2 separate regions of the Astyanax mexicanus genome follow, and region 1 is linked to region 2. A link is a contact called in public Hi-C data. All regions are on one chromosome and are shown on one strand. Each heading gives the region's core, a stretch centred on a gene start, on an enhancer-like site or on the middle of the called end of the contact. The rest is flanking DNA. Distances are from core to core; before and after follow the strand shown.

Region 1 (2,944 bases), core at 179-2,678, 230 kb before region 2:
AACGCCCAGCAGAACCAACGTAGCTCCTTCTTCAAACAGTCCTAGAGCCACCTCAGGGTCCATGTCTGCTCCTGCTTCTGCCATTCCTGAAGAAACAGAGCAGAAGTTCAAGCACATCTTATAATAATTACAAAAAACAACTTATTCCTATAGGTTTATTTCTATTACAGAGGTGGACCAATCTTTTGTTAGGAGTCCTGCCCAAGGACTTGTACCCAGACCTGGAATTGAACCTCAGTCTCCCATATAGTAGCTCAAAGGCAGGTGGTGTTATCCACTGCACCACATCAAACACTTAGATCGGTGCTGGACGATAATTACTTTTACTTTTTTAGAATCATCATCTACATATTTTTAACAGATATTTGCTGGTATATTAATTGGAACACTGGAAAAGGACCAGGCGATGCTTGCGGTGCTACTAAGCAATCCATGCATCCAATCTATCTATCCACCAATCTATCATAGACTCATCTATTCATCCATCCATCTATAATCTACCATCTATCCATTAACTGATCCACACATATACCATCCATCCATTCACCCACCCATCTATGTATCCATCCATCATCTACCCATCTATCCACCAATCTATCAATTCCCCATCTAGCCATCCATCAATCAATTCTTTCATCCATCCATCTACTTGACCATTCATATACTTATCCATCTAAACATTCCTCTATTCATCCATGCATCTACTTATCCATCTATCCATTCATCTACTCGTCCATCTAAACATTCATCTATTCATCCACCCATTCATATATCCATCTACCCATCCATCTAGCCATTCATCTACTTATTTATCTACTTATTCATCTACCATCCATTTATTTATCCATCTACCCATCCATCAACCCATTCATCTATCCATCTACCCATTCATCTATTCATTCACCCATTCATCTACCCATTAATCTATCCATCTACTCATTCATCTATTCATCCACCCATTAATCTACCCATTAATCTATCCATCTACTCATTCATCTATCTATCTACTCATCCATCTATTTATTCATCCACACATGCATCTACCCATCCACCTATCTATTCATCCATCCATCCATCTATACATCTTTTAATGAGTGATGAACAGTTAAATAAAGCTCCAGCACAGTGAAATAATACGAAATACATGTGAGTAAAGCTTTTAATAAACTAAATCTCTCTCTAAACTGAACACACATGTACATCTACAGTAATCTATAAGAGAGTGGTAGAATTATTATAGTTAAATATTAACCGGCGCTGAAAAAATAAAGTCATTTATTTATCTAATAAATAGAAACAGATTTAATTAATAAGCGGATTTACCCGGACTTACTGCTGCAGTGCAGAGAATAGAGGAAATATTAAATACAGTAAATAAACACAGATCCAAACACACACCGTTCATACAACGCCAGCTACACTAAAAACTTCCGGTTCAAAAGCTCGACAAACTTCAAAATAAGAGTCAGAACAAAAAAATTACTTATATAAAATATGTATCTCCTGTTTGTATTCTATTTTCATATTTCATAGCCAGTACTGTGGACTTGCAGTGTAGAATACTACTACTACTTCTAATAATAATAATTATTATTATTATTAATTATTAGTGGGAACCACTTTCACCTAAAAGCACTGTAAATGTAGATTCAGAGCATCAACAATAACCGATTCTGTCTATTAAACAACGTAAATAAAGTTTAGTTTTTATTTTTGTGACAGTATTATATAATGAAATGAATAAAGAAATGCTTGTAAACATGAAATATGAAATAAATTATTACATTGAGAAATAGTTTTTTAATATACAAGCATACAAGTCTGCAAGTTTACATTACGATACATATTTTTCTTTTTTGTTTTAATGAAACTAACCAATACAAAAACTAATTCAAATATTTTTCTTTAATGCTTCTATACAGCGCCTCTTATGTATTCGTTTTCCGGTAAAGGACTTTTATTTTGTACGGAGACCTTTATTGTGCGAAGTGGCTTTTATTTTGTACGTTTCCGGCAGCTGGTGTAGTGTTAGCTTTGGGAGAAGCAGCAGCAGCAGATCCTCCAAACTTACCCCCCCCCACTCTCAGCTCAATACCTGCATTACCCTCTACCTGCGCACACCTGAGCTTCTGACCCGGATTACCGCGCGCGCGCAGCTCCAGCATGGGCTTCAGAAAGAAGAACAAGAGCCCCCCGGTTCTGAGCCACGAGTTTGTGATCCAGAATCACGCCGATATGGTTTCGTGTGTGGCGATGATCATCCTGCTGGGGCTGATGTTCGAGGTGAGCTTTAATCCGGGTTTAAACCGGTTAAACTGAGACTAAACCCCTGTTTTAAACCCCTGATTAACCAATCAATACTAAAACCCTCATTTAAACCACTCATTTGAACCCCTAATTAACCAATCAGAGCTAAACCTCTGATTTAAACCATTATTAACCATTCAGATATAAATCCCTGATTTAAACTCCTAATTACCCAATCAGAGCTAAACCACTGATTAACCAATCAGAGCAAAACTCCTAATTTAAACACTTGATTAACCAGTCAGAGCCCAGACCTATTCCTCAATACTGATACCCAATTATAATTTAGGCAGATAATTATCTGATTATAATTTAATAGCTAACAAATTAGTGCCCATTCCACCAATAGAAAGCTTATTAATGTTAACCAATAAGAGCACAGACCTATTTATAAATTCAGAGAGCAGCTCATCCATGATTGTTTCTTATTGTGGACACATGACTGTAAATATTTTAAGGTTAAAATCATGATCTAACATAAATAACAAGGATTTCTTTCAGTGCTATGTTACACAGCTTTAAAGGGTCTGCATTTTTGCAGGGTGTTCTCATTGGTTGCTTGGAATCCCTTCTTCTTGAATAGCACAGTTAGACATATCTACCCAACAAACAAATAAGTGCCCATTCCACCAGTAGA
Region 2 (2,877 bases), core at 249-2,748:
AAACCAAAGTTATTAAATTTGTAAATCAGAAAACACTTAATCAGTCACAAACTCAACTCAACATCATTATTATATTTATGTACTAATGAAATATTACATCTATGCATTTTTACGATCAGGCCTGATCCAGTTCTGTAGCCGCAGCAGGTTTATATTTATGTGTATTCTGTTGTTTTTATGGACGAATCAGACCAGGACTGTGGTTATTAATCCAAAGAGGGACCCTGTACGCACTTTCACCATTTAATAAAAGCCGATTCAATAAAAGCTTCTTCTGACTGACGGAAACCTGCAGAAATGTGCTTTTATTCTTTCATCTTTTTATTTTTTTTGTGTTATGTTTACGTAGAAGCAATAATATTGTAACATTGCGATATGCAATATCAAATCAGATGTAAGACTTACTGTTTAAAGGGGCACTAAACACTAAGTCAAATTTCAAAAATGTTTTTACATTAACGAAAATATTTGTTAAATAAGGAGAAATCAATCAGTTATAATACAATTATTATTATATAATTTATTAAGTATATTAAATTAAATATAATGAATTAAATGAACATTTATATTAATTTCATACTGAACAGACTGACATTTGAAGGAAATAATTTATCAAATCCCACTGATCACTGAATTAAGTAAAAAAAGGTATTGAACTGATGGAATGGATTATTATTAATAACTGTGAAAAATCATTAAATCATCATTGGTTATTACATTAATTAAAATATTTGTTAAATCAAGAGAAATGTATAATTTATAATAAAATTATAAAAATAATAATTTAGTAAATTAAATAGAAAGAAATTGTTAATTAAACCTTTTTTTATTTAATAATTTTACACTAAAGTGAACAGAATATTATGAGTAAACACTTAAGGGAACAGATTATGACATTTGAAAGAAATAATAATCTATGAAGTTTAACTGATCATTGAATTGAGTAAAAAAAGGGATTGAACTGATGGACTGGATTATTACAGCTAATTGTTGTAAATCATCATTGTTTTGCATTGACAAATTTTACAATTATTTGTTAAATCAGGGGAAATTAATAATAATTTATATACTATTAAAAGAACAGTTAAAAGAAAAAAAGATTATGACATTTGTTTTGAAAATATTTTATTAAGCTGTTAGATTTAGAAAATAATTTAGGGAATAAATAAATTGAGGGAAATTATTTTACAGTCATTGTTTATTAATTTTTATTGAAAAAGATTTGTTTAATAGGGCGTTTTAACGATTATTTGTAAGTCTGAATTAGAGTTAAGTACGTTGGTGTTCAGTGTGTAGTGTAGTTTAAGAGTCAGACTCTTATTTTGAAGGGTCGGGGTAGCAGTGGGAGGAGCGTGGTGGTAGTGGTGTGTGTAGTGTAGTGTAGGAGTCAGACTCTTATTTTGAAGGGTCGGGGCAGCAAAAGGCGGAGCATGTTAGTGGTGTATGTATTGTAGCGTAGGAGTCAGACTTTAATTTTGAAGGGTTGGGGGAAGCAGTGGGCGGAGCCTGGTGGTGGTGGGGGTCTTTGGGCCGCGGTTCTGGTTCTGCGGGCCTGTGCTGAAGCTGCTGCCGACATGCCACGGGTTTATATCGGCCGTTTGAGCTACCACGTCCGGGAGAAGGACATCCAGCGGTTCTTCAGCGGCTACGGGAAGCTGCTGGAGGTGGATCTGAAGAACGGGTAACCGCACCGACTCTTACCGCTGCAGGAGAGCCCCAGCGCGGCGTGGCGCTGCACGATTTCGCCGCGGCCAGAACCGCGGATTATACAACACTACAACCTCCTGCCTTATATAAGCGAGAATATCAGCAGCGCGGCGGGACGCGAGTTAGCAATTCTACCTTAAATAGTGCATTGCGATACATGGGCTTGTTAAGGTGGAACGGAAAATTCGGGAACTTCGGTGTCCTACTTAAGATTCTCCTATTTTATTCACTTATAATCCCGATTTAAATGTTTAATTTCGCTTTATATTCGTTTTTAAAAAGTGCAGGCCATCAAATTATAGTTTATATAATGTAAAAATATTTAAATTTTGTAAATAGTTTATTATAATAAATAACATATATGAAATTGCATATCATATCGGGGTGTGCGATATGGCCTTGAAATAATATCACGATATTATATGGTATTTTCGTGATAACGATACTCTTGGTGATATGATAAAACACCAAAAAAAAAAAAAAAATTAAAGTGTATTATAGGGGTGATATGTTTGTGATAACGATATACTTGGCGATAAAGGAAAACTAAAATAATGAATTCATTTCAAGAAAATAGTTTAATAGTATAACAGAATAATCATAATGTGGCAAAATAAATAATATTGCATAAAATTATATAATGCAGCAAATAATATTGCAGAATATTTAGTGCATGCATATAAACTGCAAACTAAAACAACTATACAATAAATACACCTAAAGCTTCACAGTAAATAATAGACTACTTTTTAGACAGAACATCTCTATTATCACAGTATGAGTTTTTAATATCGTGATATTTCTGTGTCACGATATATTGTATACGATATAATATTGCCCACCCCTAGTGTATTATTGCATACAATATGATATGATATACACCCCTAACTGAGATATTAAACTAATACAAGAATTTTATCAGATTTGTAACAGAAGTCAGTGATCCATAATGATCAGTCATGATACTAATAATAATGCAAATATATCCAGGATTAAAGTAAAATAAACGATATGTTTTATATATATATATATATATATATATATATATATATATATATATATATATATATATATATATATATATATATATATAAAGGAGAAATGAGATAAGTGTGAATTTTTCTTTTGCTAAAAACAGCAAAAAAAAAAAGGACTCTATTGGTGTAGCGC

Evidence for each region. A called contact is a pair of places that touch in the nucleus more often than the background predicts.
Region 1: a contact with region 2 is called in a Hi-C map of muscle, with 14 times the contacts expected there. The contact joins the promoter of aar2 here to the promoter of srsf6a in region 2. A contact is called at or near these places in 2 of 3 Hi-C or Micro-C datasets (both in muscle).

The regions. Positions count from the first base shown.
Region 1 is chr13:47,569,908-47,572,851 of AstMex3_surface, reverse strand. aar2 (AAR2 splicing factor) reads right to left here and starts at 1,428. Exons shown (of 4, transcript XM_007237649.4): 1 at 1,324-1,428; 2 at 1-86. The coding sequence starts at 1,405. zgc:113278 (Translocating chain-associated membrane protein 1-like 1-like) reads left to right here and starts at 2,024. Exons shown (of 11, transcript XM_022676776.2): 1 at 2,024-2,283. The coding sequence starts at 2,164.
Region 2 is chr13:47,344,209-47,347,085 of AstMex3_surface, reverse strand. It overlaps srsf6a (serine and arginine rich splicing factor 6a), which reads left to right and starts at 1,498. Exons shown (of 6, transcript XM_022676780.2): 1 at 1,498-1,681. The coding sequence starts at 1,575. arl6ip5b (ADP-ribosylation factor-like 6 interacting protein 5b) reads left to right here. Exons shown (of 3, transcript XM_049463171.1): 3 at 1-288.